Linked DNA regions of Mus musculus: region 2 is linked to region 1. The links are chromatin contacts, called in public HiChIP or PLAC-seq maps. All regions are on one chromosome and are shown on one strand. Each heading gives the region's core, a stretch centred on a gene start, on an enhancer-like site or on the middle of the called end of the contact. The rest is flanking DNA. Distances are from core to core; before and after follow the strand shown.

Evidence for each region. HiChIP or PLAC-seq counts read pairs in DNA pulled down with a chosen protein or histone mark.
Region 2: an H3K4me3 HiChIP or PLAC-seq map of bone marrow-derived macrophages shows a contact between it and region 1, with 5 times the contacts expected there. The contact joins the enhancer-like site here to the promoter of Mblac1 in region 1. A contact is called at or near these places in 5 of 39 promoter capture datasets (the 3T3-L1 cell line, embryonic stem cells, hippocampal neurons and 2 more), 1 of 484 Hi-C or Micro-C datasets (nephron progenitors), 10 of 115 datasets of contacts at active chromatin or transcription factors (the 230-238 cell line, bone marrow-derived macrophages, embryonic forebrain and 7 more) and 1 of 9 other capture datasets (pancreatic islet).

The regions. Positions count from the first base shown.
Region 1 is chr5:138,190,359-138,197,181 of GRCm38.p6, reverse strand. It overlaps Mblac1 (metallo-beta-lactamase domain containing 1), which reads right to left and starts at 2,868. Exons shown (of 1, transcript NM_177878.3): 1 at 1,561-2,868. The coding sequence starts at 2,784. The coding sequence ends at 2,002. Cnpy4 (canopy FGF signaling regulator 4) reads right to left here. Exons shown (of 6, transcript NM_178612.4): 2 at 6,786-6,823; 3 at 6,593-6,689; 4 at 5,222-5,344; 5 at 4,504-4,621; 6 at 3,288-4,417. The coding sequence ends at 4,281.
Region 2 is chr5:138,703,378-138,710,200 of GRCm38.p6, reverse strand. No RefSeq gene overlaps it. Among named protein-coding and RNA genes, the nearest start is that of Fam20c, 48 kb to the left of the region's middle. Within about 2 kb of position 2,615, at least 34 of the 459 cell types and tissues checked have an H3K27ac peak or open chromatin away from gene starts, as enhancers often do. A contact at or near this core is called in bone marrow-derived macrophages and pancreatic cancer cells, where this site is marked.

The sequences.
Region 1 (6,823 bases), core at 1,619-4,118:
CTCTGCATCAGCTCCTGCTTCCTGGCCTGCTTGAGTTCCAGTCCTGACTTCCTTTGGTGATTAACAGCAATGTGGAAGTGTAAACTGAATAAATCCTTTCCTCCCCAACTTGCTTCTTGGTCATGATGTTTGTGCAGGAATAGGAACCCTGACTAAGACATCTGATATGAACCCTCCCTTATTGTCACTTTTCCCTGGCCCTTTGCAATCCAATCCCATGGGTCGTCCTTATTTATTTTTGAGACTAGGTTTCATGTAGTAGCCCAGGCTGGCTTCAAACCTGCTCTGTAGCTGAAGATGACCTTAAACTTCTGATCCTCCTGCCTCTACTTCCCAAGTACTGGAGGTGTATTCCACTTGCTGAGTTTTAGGCCACGCTAGAAATTGAAACTAGTACTTTGTACATGCTGGGCAAGCACTGTACTGAGTTAAATGGAAGAAAAAAAAAAAAACAGGGCCCAGAGAGATGGCTCCGAAGATAAGGGTACTGCCAAGCCTGATGACCTGACTATACCCTCAGGACCCAAATGGTTGAAGGGAGGACAGACTCTTGCAACTTGTCCTGACACCCATGGACAAGCCAAAGCTCAGATGTGCACACATGTACACACACACACTGCAAAATAAATGGATGTAAGAAATAAAGAAGCAGCCGAGCAGTGGTGGCGCACGCCTTTAATCCCAGCACTTGGGAGGCAGAGGCAGGGGGATTTCTGAATTCGAGGCCAGCCTGATCTACAGAGTGGTCTACAGGACAGCCAGGGCTACACAGAGAAACCCTGTCTCGAAAAAACAAAAAAAAAAAAACAAAAAAAAAAGAAAGAATGAACATCTTTCAGAGGCTTTCTGTAATCTCTCAACATCAAGCAGCTTCTCTGTGCCCTGCTCTCTCCTGCTCTCTTTCCTCATCCTACGCACGTGTGTTGTATGCCACAACCTATAATTATTTGGTTGCTACTACTATTATGGTTGTCTTGTCTGTCTCCTGAATGGAATGTGACTCGTGTGTTGGGGTGGGAACTTGTCATTCGCTCACTGTAGTGGCATCACAAGACCTACATCAGTGCCTGAGACATTTCAGATGCCGCTGAGTGAATCAATGAATGAACTAAAGTCAGGTGAAAGCCAGGTGGGGCAGCACATGCCTGTTAGTCTGTAATCCAGTATTTGGAAGGTGGAAGCATAAGAATCAGGAGTTCATGCTGGGCAGTGGTGGCGCACGCCATCCTGGTCTACAGAGTGAGTTCCAGGACAGCCAGGGCTACACAGAGAAATCCTGTCTCAAAAAAAAAAAACAAAAAACAAAAAAAAACAAAAAACAAGAATCAGGAGTTCAAGACCAGCCTCAGCTTTGAAGCCAGACTGGAGTATGTGAGACTGTCTAAACAAAATAAACAAAAGAAGTCAGGTTACTAAGGGGTTACTCTGTGTCTGGCACCGTCTCACCAGTGTGCATCCTAGGAGGAACAAGCTATTGGCCACACTGTTCCTCTTTTGCTGCAGCAGTTACAATCCCAAAGATTATTGCAATCAGCATTTTGCATTTACATCAGGACAGTATGACTTGCGGTCGATTTTTATTTTTGAAGGTCCTAACAAGAATATAAATCAGGATGGCTCAGCAGGTAAAGGGTCCCTGGCGTCAAGTCCGACAACCTGAACTCGATCCTGGGGACCCACAGGATGGAGAGAACCGACTCTTCCAAAGTAGCCTTCAGAATTCCACAGGCACACACGCACATCCCAAATACATATTTTAACTATTTTTTTTCCTATATTTTACGGAGGCTCATGGAGGATGTGGATCTAAGCCAGTCCTTTGTCCTGCTTAGGTTGCAATGATTAAAGGGGACTGATGTCAATCATTCTGTCCTGTTTGGAAGCTGCCTCCTAGAAAGCTGCACGTGACAAATATTGCTTGTCTTGACTGTGTCCTCTAGGTCTCCCGGACCAACTGACGCCGGTTCCTCGCTGGAAGGGGCTTTCCTGACTGGAGTCCAGTCAAGCAACCGCCTTGCCTTCACATATCAAATCCTCTGAACTTTTCACTGTTTCCCTGACCACTCGAAAGGGGGCTCCGTGACCAGGCACCACCACATCAGCTACGCTCAGAATCCTCTCCCGGCTCCGCTGCTGAGCTACTGGGTCTTCGCTCAGGGCCTGCCAGGAGTCCTCGTCACCAAGTCGCTCGAACACATCGCCAGCCACCACCACGGTGCCCAGGCTGGTGCCCTCCACTACGACGCTCACGTCCCGCTGTCCTCCGTGGCCCGGCGTGGCCCACACCTGCAGTCCCGAGCCCAGTATCAAGGGCTGCGTTTCACACAGCCCATGGGGCAGATAGAGACCCTCGGGAAGGCAGAAGTCATGGGAGACTAACAAAGCTGCCTCGGGAAACAGCCCCAGGTTCCCAATATGATCCGAGTGTCCGTGGGTGCCCACCACCAGAGTCACATCTTCGGGGGCCACGCCCTGTGTAGCCAGGGCTTCCAGCAGCGCACCCCGCGCCCAGGGTCCCCCGGTGTCCACGAGGATGGGGCCACGCACCGCCTCCTCCAGGGCAGTCTTAGAGCCGCCGTCTGCGGATGGGGCCAAACCGCGGCTGGAGTCCGAGGCCCAGCCCCGAGGCAGGACGAGAGTCACAGTGCCATCAGCACGCACCGCGTCGCCCGCTCCCTGCGGCTCCGCGTAGCCGCGCAGCAGAACCACCACGGAGTAGGAGCCGCTGGACGCCAGCAAAGGGATCTCACCATGCAGGGGCTCGGTGCGCACTGGACCGTTCATGACAAGGGAGATTTACCCCGCCACGGACGTCTGCCCAGTCCCTCCAAAATCCTACCGCAAGCCCCGCCACTCTTTCCAAGGTGCAACTCGTTTGCTACCCACCAGATCTTAAAGTGGTATCGCCCTCCACTACCACCCCTGCTGAAGATGGTATCGCCCAACTGGCCTTTCCATGCGACCTCAAGACTTCCTAGATTCTTTTGGTCAGTCCCCCCTTAGGCTTATAGTCGGTAGGTTCTCACGCATCCACATCTGAAAGATATCTTTTACTTCTTTATTCTAGCTGTTGTCTACTTTGAAACTAAACTATCGCTGTCCTTAAGGGTTTTTGTTTTCTTTTGTTTTTTAACGCTGGGAAAACTCAAAAGGTGAGAAAACGCGAGATTTTTTGCCTTTTATGGGCTTCCGTACAAACTACCGCGCCTGAACCACGGCGTAATCCTAATCCTGTATAGTTCATATTATGTATTACACTTAACTTCTGAGTTCTTGTTTTGTTTTTTATTTTCCTGATACAGGGGCTCAAGGAGACCAAGATGGTCTTGAGCTCGCTACATAGCTGAGGAAGACTGAGCTCTTGATCCTCTTTTCCAAGTCCTAGTGGTACAGTTGTTTTCCCAACCCCAACCAGTATCCTTGGGGTGGATAATTATAAGAACACCATTAGCAACTAATAGATAGCAGGCCAATGGCCCCACTGTCTGGGTGCTCCCTCATCGATAATGTGTGCATGTTTGAAATGGGACTCAGCTGATATATATATAAAAGGTTTAATAGCAATATAGAAAATATGGCACCTGTGAAATAGGAAATATAGCCCACATGTCTACCCCATCTAACCCGAGTATTGCTTCACTCTCTTCCAGCATCCTGTTCTTATTCACAGATTGATGGTATACGGCCTCATGTTTGCAGTGTATATTGGTTCTTGAGGGTCTCTTTTTGGCTTCTTACTTTAAGACAGGGTTCAGCTCTGGTTGGTCCCGAACTGCCAAGTAGCTGGATGGTATTCTGATATTCCTGCCAACGCTTCTTTGAGTGCTGAGATTACAGCGGTATGCCACCACATCAGGGTTCAACTCCCATCACTGTCCATACTAGGCAGGCACTCTACCAATTGCGCTGCTCGCTCTTCTCTGGCCTCTTGAAAGGGTTTAAAATAGACCCTTTAAAAAGCAAAGTGACTTTCCCACAGCTCACACCACTATTGACCAATCGGTGCAGGTGAAGACCAGTAAAACGTAGAGAAAAGTTTCAAAACTGTCACCACATACTTGTTCAATTAAGTGGCTGCATGTGGTTCAACCCTGAAGGCAAAACTTGCTTCTGCTTCTTCCCCCCTACCCTTCTCCTTTCCTGTTGCCATTCTGGGTCCCCAGGATCATAGCCGAGATCATACCAAGAAGACATTAGAAGCCTAGGGGCGGGGAAGGACGGGAGAGCACAAGAGTTTAGAAAACTCTCCACGACCCATCCTTGGGGTTCAAAAGTAAGGGTCAAAGATCTTCTGGGTCATGCTTGGGATTGCCTGAAGTCTTGGTTATCTCTTCTTCTTCTTCCTCCTCTTCGTCATCTGCCTCCTCCTGCCCATCACTGATCTTCTCCTTTCCAGTCCAAGCTTCCCGTAGACAAGCTGGGTGGAATGAGAAGAAAACAACCTCAGGGTTAATGCCGGGAACAGCTGGGAAGCTAGGGGAGGAGTCTGTCCTTTACACTTACCAGTTTCAGAGGCTGGAAGCACATGCCGCTCACAGAGAAAATGCTGGAGGGGCTGCTCCTGATGGTGGAAGTACCAGTCCCCTACAACATCTTCAAACTCCTCCAGCATCGTCTCACACTGGGAAAGAAGAGCAGGAGGAGGGGCGTTGGAAGGCCTCTACCTTTCACTCCCTATCCCCCTACTCCATTGAGTGTCTTTTGAGGGGCAGGCAACCAAAAGGTTACACTTGGCTTTCAAGACGCGAGATTGTCTTTATTCAACATTTACCAGTATCGGTTACTATCTAATATCTAGTATATTGACTCCGAGAGGTGCCAGATGCCTATAATCCCAGTTAGAAGGTAGCGGCAAGAAAGGCCCTATCCTCAAGCTAGAATTACAGACCCAGCCTGGGCTACGTGGGATAATCCTGTCTCAAACCCTCAACACCTCTCAGAGCCTCACCTGGGACGTGGGAACCGGTATTCGCACCTGTGACATGAGAATGAAAAGAGGCAGTAGCTAGAAAGGGTATGGCCCAAAACCCAGGAGACAGTAGGCAGGCACATTAGTATGCATTGGTAGATATCATGAGCAGCACAATATTACTACTTTCATAACTGGTACAGTTCTTCACTCTCTGTCTTCTCCCTGCTCAGAGGTAGTCATCCCCGACACTGAGTCCTGGGATTTAGTGCTCCCACCTTCCTGGACCAACCAAGTGCTGTCTCATCCTACCTGCTTCTTGAGGAATGTGACCTCCACACTGGGCTCGTCCCACAGCTCCAAAGGGATTCCCAGATCCACTTTCACTCCCTTCTGGACCAGGCCTTTCAGTGTTGCCATAGTCTGACTTTGACCCTGAGGGACAGAAAAATTGGTATACGTCCAAGTCTACCACCTCATCTCTTCCTGTATCAGCTTTATCAACTACTGGAGACTCTGTGGTGTGTTCTATGAAAGAGTCTAGCCATAATAAGGGGACACTCCAGACTTAGGGGGAGACTGACAGATATTGAGGATCTTGGATAATGTAGGTCTCTGTTTCTGAGAAACAAGGTCGTGGACTGGGGGACCCAGTAGCTTAGTTGGTAAAATGCTTGAGGACCTTAGTTAAATCCCCAGATCCACATTTAAAAAACAAAACAGCAACAGGACAGGTGCTGGAGAGATGGCTCGGTAATTGAGAGCACTGGCTGATCTTCCAGAGGACCTGGGTTCAATTCCCAGCATCCACACGGCAGCTCACAGCTCCCTGTCACTCCAGAACCTAATACCCTCAACACAGATATACATGCAGGCAAAACATCAATACACATAAAATAAAAGCAAATAATTTAAAAAATTAAAAAAAACAAAAACCAGGCATGGTGGCTTGAATTTACAATTGCAATGCCGGGGAACAAGAATCAAAACAGATCCTGGGGTTCTCTGACTAGCCGGCCTAGGCCGCTTGGTAAGTCAGTAAGCCAGTGAGACCCTGTCTAAAAAAACCAAGGTGGGAGTAGCAAGATATCTCAGTGGGGAGAGGTGATTGCCACCAAGCCTAGTGACCTGAATTCAATCTCCAGGACCCACACTGAGGAAAAAGAGAACCAACTGCCACAAGCTATCCTCTGACTTCAGTAGTGCACTGTGACACACTCACACATGAAGTAATTACTGGGGGAGAAAAAAGAAAAAAAGGGAGCTGTTTATTGTGGTGCACACCTTTAATCCCAACACTTCGGAGGGGAGACAGAGGTTAGCAGGATCTCTGAGTTTAAGGCCAGTCTGGTCTACAGAGGGGCCTCCAGGATGGCCAGGGCTAAACAAAGAAACATTGTCTTGTGGCGCATATCTTTAATCCCAGCACTTGGGAAGCAGAGGCCAGCCTGGTCTACAGAGTGTGTTCCAGGACAACCTGGGTTACACAGAGAAAACCTGTCTCGAAAAACAAAACAAAACACATCAAACCAAACCAAAAAACAAGGTGGTTTCTGCGAAACAGCATTCAATGTTGTTCCCTGTCCTCTCTACATACACACATACACATAAAAGAATATATAAGACTTTTGGGGGAAAAAAAAAAGGAAACCCAAGCAAGACCCTTCCTGGAACCCATCTGACCTTGGCGTATCTTAGTGAGCCCTTGCGTTCAGCATGAACATTGTAATCCAGGATCCGCTCGCACAAATTCTCCAAAGCCTCTTCTAGCCGCGTCTCACTGTGGGAAGGAGAGAAATAAGACCCTTTGATGTTTCAGGAACCCTGCAGCTCCTCTGGAGGCTCCACTGGGAGGTGGATAAGTACAAAGACTCACGAGAGGCTGTAAGGCACGTGTCTCTTCCTCTTGCCAGT
Region 2 (6,823 bases), core at 1,366-3,865, 510 kb before region 1:
CTTGGGAAGTGGAGACAGGAGGATCAGGAGTTCAGGACATCCTCCATTATGTAGCAAATTGATGTCAGTCCAAGCTACATGAGACTCTGTTTCAAAAAGCACCCAAAGTATATGGTCTATGAGTGATTCAAGAGACAGTACTGCAATGTCCATGAGTCCATCTGCTTGTGCTGACTCTTGTGGCTGAGTTTGTGGGAAGTTCTGGCTATACCTTTATGCAGGGGTCCACATACATGTGATGAGAGAGGTTTTGATTTGAGAAAACTGGAAAGATGGAAACAGAACAGTGGGGATATCAGACAGATCTCTTGCCGTCCAGTGACTCCTTAATTAGAGATTGTTCTTATTAATTTATTTTAATTGTTATTTTAAAATTATCTAGAGGCTGTATAGATGGCTCAGCAGTTAAGAACATTTGCTCATCTTTCAAAAAAGTCCAAGGTTTGATTCCCAGTTATCCATGTTGGCTCCCCCACTCCAGGGGACCCAACACCTCTGGTCTCTGAGAATACCTTCACAGACATGCGCATACTCAACACAGATACACACGCATACACATAATTAAAATATCATCAACCTTTAAAGAGATCTGTGTATGCCTTGATATACGTGGAGGTCAGAGAACAATGTTTGAGTATTGGTCCTCACCTTCTACCTTGTTTGATGCAGGGTCTTTTTGTTGCTTTCCACTGAGAACACCACGCAGCTGGCCTATCAGCTTCTGTGGATTTTCCTGTCTTTATCTTCCACCTCACTGAAGGAGTGCTGGGATTACAGACACACCTACCACAGTATCAGGCTTTACATGGGGGCTGGGGATTGAACTCGTGTCCTCATGATTGCATGACAAATACTTTATCCACTGATCCCAGCTTAGCTCCTGAAGATCATTTGTAAATATAACATCTCCTTCACTTACTGATGGTGTTACTCACAACGTGATGGCTTCAGTTCTGTTAAGCTTCACTGGCATTTATCATTGTGGTGGTTTGAATACGCTTGGCCCACAGAGTGGTACTACTAGGAGGGGTGAACTTGTTGGAGTAGGTATGGCCTTATTGAGGAACGTGTCAATTTGGGGGTGGGTTTTGAGAACTTATCCTAGCTGCCTGAGGATGGCAGTCTTCTCCTGGTTCCCTTCAGAACAAAATGTAGAACTCTCAGCTCCTCCTGCATCGTGCCTGCCTGGTTGCTGCCATGCATCCCATCCTTGATGATAAAGGACTGAACCTGAAAGCTAGCCCCAATTAACTGTTTGCCTTGGTCATAGTGTCTCTTTACAGTAATGAAAGCCCTAACTAAGACACTCATTAGCATTTTCTCTATTGGTGATTTAAGTCTAGCCAGGCCACAGAGAACTAAGCCACAACTTGATCCATATCTTCTGCCAATATCTACAAAGCATGTGTTCCTGCTGGGAATGTTGCCAGAACTGTTTGTGTCATAGCCTGGGCCTCTCAGCTGCCCTAACAGCCAGCTTCTTCCACTTGTCCTCTGTAGACCAACTACACAAGTCATAGTGGAAAGAAATGAGGAGTTTTATTCAATGTGGTTACACTGGGGAAAAGGAACAAGCAGAGTCATGACCCCATGTCTATCTTCTGGGTCCTGATGTGAGGCTTAGATTTAAATAGAGGGCATGAGGTGCACATAGCCAAGCAGACTTGTCAAGGTGTCTTGTCTCAGCAATCATCACTGTCTCAGCTCTCATCTCTCATACAAGGTAGTCTGACAAGTTGTCAGATCTGTGTGAACTCCATTTCCTGGAGACAAGAGCCTCCTCTGGCTTCAACTTCACTTTCTCTTAAAGATGAGGTTCCTGGAGAATCCCAAGCTTTTGAGGCCCATTGTTTTAATGGTTTGCTAGCTAAAGGGACGGTTTTGTGTGGCACTATTCCTGGGGAGGTAGGGGCAAATGTCTATTCATATGTGGGAGCTAACAACAGCCCAAAGTAAAAATGCCACTGACTTAGGCTTTCCACTGCTGTGAAGAGATACCACAACCACAGCAACTATTATAAAGAAAAAACAGTTAACTGGGGCTGGATTACAGTTTCAGAGGTTTCATCCATTATCATCATGGCAGGATAACCTCAGCATCCAGGCAGACATGGCACTGGAGAAGAAGCTGAGAGTACTACATCTTGATCCACAGGGAGCAGAAATAAATGCCACACTAGGCCTAGCTTGAACATATATGACTTCAAAGCTTACCCCTATAGTGATATACTTCCTCCAACAAGGCCACAATTACTCTAACAAGGCCACACCTTCTAATAATGCCACTCCCTATGGGTCAAGATTCACACACATGAGTCTATGGGGGCCATTCTTATTCAAACCACCACAGCCACCACAGGCCAATTTGAAGAACCACGTGTAGTTTTGGGGTTACAAAACATGGATGAAGGGTTACTTACAGGAGCAGCAGTGATTCCAAGCAACTGTATGACCAAAGCCCACCCCAGCAAAGAAAGGTATAAAGGCTGGATACCTGGAGTACTTTGCACAATTTTCAGGCAGCTCAACAGGTTGGGAGGTATCCTTCCCCATTAGCTCAGCTGCTCTGAGCCTCTTCCAGGCAGATCAACTTGTCAGGCAGTCTACATTGCAGCTTCTCTTATCTGAGAGTGACTCACACTCACAAACATCTTTTCAGCTTACATATCTGTTTGGGGAGGGAGAGGCCTGGTGAGTCTGACCAGTTTCAGGGACTTCCAGAAACTATTTCAAGTGGTTTGCTCCCTGACCTTAGGAGCTTCAGGGCAGGGTGAAATGTCTTGTCTCCCAGTAGAACACAGTACTGTCTCACTTTCCTGTGAGCTTCTTGAATCCTAATGAGCTTTTCTCCAAGGTGGAAGATTTTAATCTTGGAGGAAAGTGTCCCACAGCAGGGAGGTACAAGGGTCTCTTCAGATGGTATTTTTACATGCCAGGAGGTTTCTAGGCCCCATTACTGGTATGGCGCTGGGCCCCAGAGATGGCAAGCCTGTGGTACACCATTTCCTATCAATGTTGAGCAAGGGGCTTTTAGTTACAGCCATGGGACACAACATGCAGATTGTATCCAGTTTGCAAAATAAAGGTACTAATTTGATAGGGTTTGAGAAGAAAAGGAGGAGGGGGTCCGAGCACAGGGACCATCAGACATTCAAGACCTGATGGGAGAAGCAGACTTCAGGGAACTGAGCCAATATTACAAAGGAAATCAGCCCTGCCCCACCCAAGAGCAGAGGTCAGGGGGTATCCATCTCTCAGAAGCACTGGTATTGGCTTGTGGAGATGTCCACTCACCCGTGTCTGTCTCTGTGGCTCTACTTTGTCTACTTTCCCTACTTTGTCTGATTGGCCCCATCTGCCCTGGTGGCTGTCATCTTGTCATGAAGCTGTCTGTCTGCCCTAGTGATTGTTGTCTTGTCTTGATGGCCTTCTGCTCTGGTGGTTGTCTTGTCACAGTGGCCCTGCTTGCCCTATCTGGTGGCTTCTGTCTTGTAATGGTGGTCCTGTCTTGTCTTGGTGGCTATGATTCTCTCTCGGTGTCTCTTTTACTCCCTGTTATTTACCACCGCTCCTATGGTGAGATGCTATAAAACAGCTTTTCTTTATTAAGACACATTTATCCTAAAGCTTTTAGGCAGTGTTAGAAATCGTGGTTTAAAGAATAAGCCTAGGAATATGGATAAAATAGAAAATGTTTCCCAATGAAATTTCACCTAAAAGATGCCATTTTCTACTTTTCTGTATCACAGTGGATTACAGCCACTAGGACTCTGGGACCTGCATCAGGGAAGGTCATTTTATTGTGTCTCTTATGGGATATTCCCAGAAATCAACCAAGATCAGAGTGGAAACAAAGACACAGGCAAGACATGGTGCTGGACACCTTTGATCTCAACACTTAGGAGGCAAGAGGCAGGCCATCAATCTGTATGAGTTTGAGACTCTTCTTGTCTACCTAGTGAGTTCCAGGCAGCAAGAGCTACATAGTGAGACCCTGAGTTTAAATGAGAATGGCCCCCGTAGGCTCATATATTTGAACATTTGGTCCCCAGTTGTTGGAACTGTTTGGAAAGGGTTGGGAAGTGCAGCCATTTTGGAGGAGGTGTGTCACTGCGATTGGGATTCTGATGTTTCAAAGACCCCATATCACTCCCAGTTAGGTCTCTGTCTACCTTGTGTTTGTGGATCAGGCATGGCGCTAAGCTACCACTCCAACACCATATCAGCTTGCGGTGTGTTCCTCTCCATGATGGTCATAGACTTTAACCATCTGAAACTGTAAGCAAGGCCTCAATTAAATGCTTTCTTTATGAGCTGTATTAGTCATGGTCACAGCAATAGGAAAGTCACTAAGACACCCTTGAATAAAAGTAAGATAAAAGATAATAAATGTAGGATCAAAGCAAAGAAACAGATAAAACTCTGATATTGGGTTGTAGATGGATAATCATAATTGCATCCCCAAGTAGGTCTTCCAGCTAGGGAGAGAACCTTTGCATCAAAGCTTTAGCATGTCTGAAGGCATGCTGCTGATGGAGCTTGGAGCCCTCTAGTGTGGATGCTGGATTTGGAAAATCCCGCACTGAAGGTGTCTCACTTTACTCTTGTTGGCTGTGGGTGATTACCAGCAACCCAGAATCCAATGAGGGGCTCCTGGAACAAAAGCTGAAGAAGTCGCGCTTGTGACCAGAGGCCTCCGACATAGGACCAGTGAGTGACTCAGATCTACTGGGTTATAGATAGCCAGCTCGCCAGTTAGGACATCAGAGTCACACAAACTTGACTTCACTCTCTATTTGTGGCCAATGGAAACTGTCTTGCAACACTGCCAGAAACCCGAGAATACCACTAGTCAGACAAATCAAAATTTAGTAGGTGGTCATCTTGCTGATCCAGAACCTATACAGCCACAGAAGCGCCATCTACTCCATTAAAAAGGCTTATTGACATGTTCGTGTATGTGAATACTGCGTATTTAGGTGCCTGGGTGTAGAGGTCAGCAGACAACTTTCAGGAATCAGTTCTCCTCTTTGGCTTTAACTTTGTGGGTTCTGAGGATTGAAGTCAGGTTGTCAAACTTGGGAGGCCAACAAGTGCCTTCCCTCACTGAGCCACGCCTCTGTCCACCTAGTCTACTTTTAAGATGAGAGATAGGTAAGGCAGAAATAGAACTGAAAAACCCAATTATGGTACCCTTCCTGGACCAAGTGTAATCTACTTGGTCTAACCTTGCCCACTCTGTAAAGAGTTCTGGGAGGGGACAGAGGGAGTGAGGGGCAGATGTTCTAGCAGACCCACCCCTTCTCTGGCCCAGCCATCCAGGCTTTTGTCCTGTCCAGAACAGGAGTGATACACCACTTTCAGCCACATGTCTACCTAGGCAGGGAATTCATTAGATCAGCCCCTGACCTTGGCCCCTTTGGCCCCAGAGTTGTTTTTTGGTTTTTGTTCGTTTGTTTGTTTTAAGGAACCCCTTCTGGGCCAGTTCAAGAGAAAAGTCTTCATCACTGACATCTGGTCATTGCTTCGGGCCCAGCCTGGGCACAGTGGGCCACCGTGTCACTCCCAGACAATAGGAATAGACACCCTGATCAACAGGGACCTGACCACCGTCGGATAGCCTTATCCCTCCAAGAAACCTAAGACACCTTGGTCCTGCAGAGTCTCCAAGCAAGCAGGGCACAGCGCTGTGCCCAGCCTTCACTCACTCATACATTCATCTCGAGGCACCCCAGGCTTTAAAGGGAACCAGACTTGAGGATGACCAGACAGATCGTTGACATTTATAGTTAGTTCTCATGACTTCCTTGTTAAGGAGCAAAATTATGTTTGGAGCGAAAAATCACAAGCCCTTCAAGTAGGAATGGGCTGTGTACCCACTCACACCCGGGGCTAGGAACACCTGGGTAAAGGCCATTGAGTTCGCTCGGAGTTGGGGAGGGGAAAAAAACGAAGAGGTGGGTGCAACTGCAACTCACACCCAGCGCCCGGGGCCTCTCGCGCAGGCGCAGAGCACAGTATGCGACCCAAGTGAGTGGCAACGGGAAGTCAAGCGGAACTTTATCTAGGAGGGAGGTTGGCCCAAACCCGGGTTCAGCGAACTGAAGGGTGTTTTATTTATTTATTTTCGCTGTCTTGTGGGTGGATATGCACCAGGAGCTAGCGCAGTGGCAGCTTTGCACTTGCGCACAGGTATGCTAGGCGGGGAAGGGGTGTGTGTGTGAACCTGTCAGCCTGGCGAGGGGTGGCCTTCTGTGCCTTTTTGCTGTTTGCTCCCTCAGCCATCCTTCTCCAGGGCTGTGGGCGGCAGCAAGCGCTTGCCTATTGATCTAGCTTCCAGAAAAGTGGCAGGTTCGCTGTCTTGGGCTTTAGCCACTTGCAGCTGCAGCCCTGTTAACCCTGGATTTCTTGCAGTGCTGAACGCTAGCAGGGTCTGCTCCTTTTACAGTTCTGACCAGGCCTAGGGACTTCAGCTACCCTACAGTGGGCACTTTTGCTCTGCTGCCCACATCTTCAAGTTAGCAGCTCAGCCCACTGCAACATAAGGTTAATGATCAAACATAATCAAAAGAGTGGGGTTGGTGGTACACTCCTGCAATCCCAGCATTTGGGCAATGGAGGCAAGGGGATCGAAAATTAAGTTACAAGAGCTCTTGTCTCAAAAACAAACAAAGAACAAAAATCTAGGCAATCTAAGGCCTCTGGTGGTGACTGTGGAGTTCATAGCAGCCAATCTGGTGTGAGGACAGTCATGCCAGCTGCAGGCAAGTGGCACACTAGAGAAGGACCTGACACCTGCTAATTAGGGAGTTAAGTCACTGGC